2 separate regions of the Zea mays genome follow, and region 1 is linked to region 2. A link is a contact called in public Hi-C data. All regions are on one chromosome and are shown on one strand. Each heading gives the region's core, a stretch centred on a gene start, on an enhancer-like site or on the middle of the called end of the contact. The rest is flanking DNA. Distances are from core to core; before and after follow the strand shown.

The links. A called contact is a pair of places that touch in the nucleus more often than the background predicts.
Region 1: a Hi-C map of tassel shows a contact between it and region 2, with 1.6 times the contacts expected there. The contact joins the promoter of LOC100283739 here to the promoter of LOC100273899 in region 2. A contact is called at or near these places in 2 of 25 Hi-C or Micro-C datasets (ear and tassel).

What each region holds. Positions count from the first base shown.
Region 1 is chr8:114,353,485-114,356,723 of Zm-B73-REFERENCE-NAM-5.0, forward strand. It overlaps LOC100283739, which reads right to left and starts at 1,542. Exons shown (of 6, transcript NM_001156638.3): 1 at 1,192-1,542; 2 at 822-949; 3 at 597-700. The coding sequence starts at 1,304.
Region 2 is chr8:113,724,080-113,727,256 of Zm-B73-REFERENCE-NAM-5.0, forward strand. It overlaps LOC100273899, which reads left to right and starts at 1,468. Exons shown (of 8, transcript NM_001148291.1): 1 at 1,468-2,164; 2 at 2,595-2,976. The coding sequence starts at 1,815.

The sequences.
Region 1 (3,239 bases), core at 292-2,791, 630 kb after region 2:
ACCTTGATTGGAAAATCGCTCGGACACCTAGGCTATGCCTTGAGAACCATGGCGATTTCTCCACTTTCATACATAGATCAAGTTCTAAGTCGCTCTAGTCTAGGTGGAAAAACAACTAGACAAAGTGCATAGTGCCATACAAGGCAGTGCAGCTCCACCCAGTGCCTAGGCATAACCTATTACTACTTTTATAACAGATGGCTAAATATTTAAAATCTAATTCACAGATAATAAATATGCTACTAAAAGTAATTCCAAGGTTTGCTTAACCATTACAGAAGCAATACAAAAACTATGAAGATCAAGGAATATTCAAGCTGATTAAAAGAATAACCTCTTCTGAAAACTTTGTTATTCTAAAGTCTAAACCAATTCAAATTGCTTGCAAAGTAACTGTAAAGACATTTTTTGAAGTCATACTGTCATAGAGAGATAAAAATACTAGTTCTACGGTAAGGAACCCTATCAGAAACATATATTACACATCTTGATCCACATCCATAAAGCACATAAACTTTGTCAAGATACATACAAAAGCATATGTACATAATCCTGCTGTAAACATTGTGAATAAGAAAAAGTTAATGAGCTCTCACCAATTTAGGGTTGTGAAAACCAACTTGGCCTACATCCATTGAAGGGGTCTTCTTCAAATTGTACCATGGAGTATAAACTACATCAATGTTATTGACTTTATTACCTGCACCAAAAATGAAGAAATCATCACATGTGCCGGACTACAGCTTGTATTCCACATTCTTGCAAGAAAAAATGAAGCCAAAATTTGTGATATAATATTGTCTCTTTGTAGTTTGTCCAACCTTGAATGGAATTAGCTTTGACAAGCTGCGCACAGTCTTCCAGCAAACCCTCACTCATGTCATCCATTGATTGACCTTTATTCAATCTCACATACACATGTGCAGAGGACATCTTATCTACATGGAACCTGTAATCACCCAAACCAGTTTAAGGTAAGAAGCACGACTCTTAATTGTATATTTTAATAAGAAAATGGAATTTGCAAAAGTCAATGATATGTACAAAAGGTGAACTTAACATGTACAACAGAAAAGCATTGACAATTGTCTGACAAGTATACAGACCAGCAAAAAACACAGAGAACAAACGATTTCACGCGACTGGTAACCACTAAGGAGCACCCACACGACCAAGGGAAGATGAGGTTACCAGATGTCCTCGGGGAAGCCGTATTTGATGAGGTCCTCGTTCTCGTACTTGTCAAGACCCATGAAGATGGTATAGTCGCCGGCCTCGGGCCGCGCCTTGAAGTAGAACACCATCCCCGCACTTGAAGCTAGGCCGGCCGGCCGCCCGAACGGATCGAGGAGGGGAGGGAGTCCCCGGGTCCGGGCGGCGGAATCGGGCAGATCTCACGGTGGCTCTGGACTGGAGGCGGCGAGAGATTGCGGCGAGGGAAGTTGGGGAATTGAGGGAAATGGGAACTTTTTATCTAGTCTAGGGTTTCGTGCGCGTGGAAACGAAGCAGTCGGGCTGTTAGGCGTCTTCAAATTTTGTTTTATTCATACTTCTTTCTTCGCTTTTTTATTGTCTTCGATTGGGCACGTAAAGCTTCCTACGTACACGGTTACCGTGCACCTGATCCTGATCATGAGCCGTCCTAGCAGGCCAATCCAATCTGATACGGTCCGAAAAAAACTGGTTCGATCCAACCAGATCAATCCAACTGACAGTATGGACTACCCCTACGGTATTGAAATACTAGTCATTTTGGACATGAATACGCATACCAAGAAATGTTTAAGTTGAAGTCATATTTTCGATTGTACCCATATTAAATATTTCTCGTTGTCTCATCCATTGAATTCTATTTGGGGTTTCAATTGGTCAGCAACGCTGCTTTCTATCATGCATTTCTAAGTTTGATTCTTGTGGCCTCCCTTTTTTGCATGGATGTTGCACCTTTTTATTTTTGCACTGCGCTCCGCGCCTAGAATATTTTCGCTAGAAATTGCACTGCGCGCCCAGAATATTTTTGCTACAAATTGCACCGCGCATCCAGGACGTCGTTTCGTGACTTGCACCTGCTCTTAGCGTTCGTCAGTTATTAAAGCCTTACGTTGGGCTCCTGGTACCAACAAACAGAAGCAGCAAAACTCCAAAACAAAGCAATGGCGTTGCATGTTGAAAATGCTACATTTGACTTGAATATGGAGCCACCTATTGAGAATGATTTTGGTGCATGTTGAAAATGCTACATTTGACTTGAATATGGAGCCACCTATTGAGAATGATTTTGGTACGTACATGGTCTGGTTACTTGCCATTTGATTTTTTACTTATTGTTCACTTTTAAAAAAAAATCAATAGACTTGAACATGGCGCCTAGAGAAGACGGTGATGTATCGGACTTTACTCTCGAAGAGACTACCATACATACTCTCATTTCTAATATTTTTTCAATAGACTCGAACGTGGTGCCTACAATAGACGATGATACAATAGACTTGAGTAAGTGATTACTCCTACTAGTACGCTACACTTTTTTTTAGAAATAATCTTGTTGCCATTGATTTGTCCGTGGACTTATAGTTTTCTACTAACTGTTTTTACGTAGACGAAGGAGGAGGGATATTACTGGAGAACAAAGTAAACAAATCTACCAAACCTTGTTGGCTAAAAGCACGAATGGGAACCTAGGGAAGAATGTCACGAAAGAAGTTGCTGCACAATTTGGAGTTCATGTTCGCACTGTTCAGCGCCTGTGGCATGACGGTAAAACCTATCTGTCTCAAGGCATTTCTGTTAATGTTGGTCCTAAAAAGAGAGGTATCAGGCCGTAAACCAACTCCAGTTAATTTGGAAGAATTGTGCAGTGTTGACCTTAAAAATAGAACGACCCTAGAAGATGTGTGCAAGATACTTAGCATTAGCAAATCTAAGCTTTTGAAACACATACGGCAAGGTGATGTTAAGCGACATACAAATAGTATAAAACCACATTTGACTGATGCAAACAAGAAGGCTCGGTTGCAATGGTGTGTGGACATGCTTGAACATGAAAGTTTGCAAGTTAGTCCAAGGTTTAAGAGTTTGTTTGATCATGTTTTCATCGATGAGAAGTGGTTTTTCCTTACTAGAAAATCTGAGAGGTATTATTTGCTTCCCGATGAGGACGAACCTTTACGTACTTCCCGCAAAATCTTTACTCCGAGCTCACGACAGAGTATACTGGAGTACTATATGAAGAGACGTTG
Region 2 (3,177 bases), core at 218-2,717:
TCGTGTTGTACCAAGACATATTTGCATGGAGTAAACAATAACATCAATTAGCCAAATCAAAAAAATATATTACACAGAGAGCGGAGACGATCAATAAAAAATCTTGAAATTTTTTTATGGATAGTTTACGTGGATATTGTTGTAAGCCGTCGCAACGCACGGCCAACCGACTAGTTTGCATTGGAGTGACAGTTTTACTAACGGACGAGTGAAAAGACCGCCATTTTCACTGGCTTTTCGCATAGTCCTATCCGTAGCGACAGACGCTAGCTGGTCAAAACAAGGTGTTTACCGCGCGCTAGTAGAAAGCATCATCACTATATATATGTACTTAGTGTAACAATAATACATTACAAACTTCAGATTTTGAACCAACAAAAGGAAAAAAAATTAAATATAGCTAGATTAGCTGGCATGGTATAAACGAATATCTGTCCTCTCGCAAAGGCAGACGTACAATTAGGAACTTTGGCACATATATATCGCTTTTCAGCCGATGATATGACACACAAAACATAATTAATAAAGGAGTAGCCCTCGGTTAGACCGACCTTTCAAGTTTCAAATTAAAATAGCTTTATTGACATATATATATGGCTTGTAGCGCGTACGTACGTACACTTTTTATTTCCGCTCTGGTAAAAAAAAATTAGTGAGCAAGATAATAACCACTTCGTTTCGGTTTCCACTTTGTACATTATAAAGAAACCAACGACGATGGGATCGGATATCCATTCCACTTGGGGCGTGCGTGCATGCGTTTGCCTTCCGATCCGATCCCACTTTACGCTGCCGTTCCTGTGTATGTGCGTGTGGCGGAGGTCATGTCTTTTGCGCGTGTTGCTGCTGGTAGTCTACGCTTCATTCATCACTGCAACTGCATGCAATTATCAGGTGGCGTCCACACACTTACTATGTGTTTGGTTCGAGGTCAAAATAGGATGAGGAGGAGGCGACACCGTCCCCTCAATTTTTTTATCACACCGCCACAAAAATTACTTTGGTATTCATATAGCCCCACGTGACTCTCTCTCATCCAAACACTATATAAACTATATTCGGTCTCTTCTATCCCTTCTTATACATCCAACTAAACACATATAGAAGAAATCGATGCATGCATGACATGGATTAACGGGCATCGCCCTCGTCGTCGTCCTTAACGCGCGCGCTCGTATACCTTTCCTGCGTCACTTTGTCGTGGTAAAGCAAAAGCGACAGAGTAGGGAAATAAATAAATAAAGAAGAAGAAGAAAAAATGCAGTTGTGTGTGCGTGTGTATGAGTACATACAAAGGACGAAGAGTGAGAGAGTGTGTAGCGAGAGAAAGGGAGCGGGAGGAGAGGAAAGCAAGGGAAAGTTCGTTCAGAGAGATAAAGGAGTGAAGCGAAAGGAAGCGCGAAAACAAAAACAAGGCCCAGATTCCTCCTCTCCGGCCGGATCCTCTCACCTCTCTCTTTCTCTCTCCTTCTGTTGCTGGGTGTTGTTGTTGTTGCTGTTCCCTTCTCCCTCTCTCTCCCTCCCCATCTCCCTCTCCATCTCCATCTCTGTAGCTATAGGGAGGAGATGTATTCCGACTTCCGAGCCCCCCATCTCCAAGGAAATTGCGACGAGCCCATCGTTCCATATCTCCCTTTAAGATTGACCTGAGACTGCTTCGTCCACACCACGAGTGCAAGAGAGGTGGGAGACAGACACACAGAGAGAGAGAGAGAGAGAGAGAGACTGGCGAGGAAGAGATAACGAACCAGCATTTGCTGCGTCACCAGCTCTCTACCTAGCAAGCTAGCTAGCGGCCGGTGCGCGCGGCGGCGATGAACAGAGGACAATTCCGGGCCTCGCCTTTGCAGCAGCAGGTGATCTGGAGCGCCGATACCGCCACGGCCAGCAGCAGCAGCGTCGTCATGAGCGCCTTCAACTTCAATTCGTGCCATGAGGATCAAGAGGCCTTCTCCCCCAACAACCTGCCGTCCTTGTCTTCCCCGTCGCTGCTCTTCTCCCACGACCAGCAGCAGTCGTTTCCGCACACCGGTACCACTACCACCTCTCCGGGCCACCAACTTCTTGCCAACCGCGGCGCAGCAGCGGGCGGCTGCCTTCCAAGTCTGCACGACGGCGGCCAGGAGAACCACCACATGCCGGAGTCGTGGAGCCAGATGCTTCTGTAAACACCTCTCTCTCTCTCTCTCTCTCTCTCTCTCTCTCTCTCTCTCTCTCTCTCTCTCTCTCTCTCTCTCGTCTTCACGACTTCACCCTGGCGGTGGCGGCCCTCTCTATCATGCATGCAACAGATCCATCCACAATTACAAACCTCCACTACATATATGTAAAGCTTCAGTTCTCTCTAATACATGACAGTAGAGCTCGATCTAGGTGAAGGAATAAAGTGGTTTTAACCCACTTTGTCCTACAGCGGATCAAGCCTTTCAAATTAAGCGTTAATCTACCTTCCCTGTCTCTAACCATGCATCTTATGCATGTTCACTTTGCTCCGCTAATATAGCTCGCAATCATTCCCATCGTCCTCCATGGACTCATGCATCTGTGCGGTGCTCGCCTAGCTTAATTAGTTGGTTGCCTAACTACATGTGCAGAGCGGGGCTAGTCGGAGGAGATCAGGAGCGCTGCACCGCAGCTCTCCTGTCAAAGGGCATGGACGATTGGGGGGATCACGCTGCGACTGCAAGCGCGGCGTGCATGGTGGGTGGCGGCGGTACGAAGAAGGATGAGGGCTCCGCCGTGCCTCAACAACCTCCGTATAGCTTCTACGGGAGCCACGGCCACCTCGCTGCTGGCGGTGATGAGCATGAGATGCCGGCGCCAGCCAGCAAGGCTCAGCTCAGCCAGATGCTCCTGGCCTCGTCTCCTCGCTCGTGCGTCACCACGAGCCTCGGCAGCAACATGCTTGACTTCTCCAACAGCGCGCCGCCGATGGAGCTGAAGCGCCACCATCATCACTCTGATAACTCATCCGAGGTGAGATGAGCATGAGCTACCTTAATATAATCAGGCATTTCCCAAAAAAAAATTTATCGAGTTGATTCAGGCATACGAGACATATATAGTTAGATATGCACATTACTAAACTACTATTTAAGCAGACACGGCCGACATGGAATGCATTCGTTTTATTTGCCAACTTAATTTATTACGCTGTGTTTGATTTCATCTGGATCG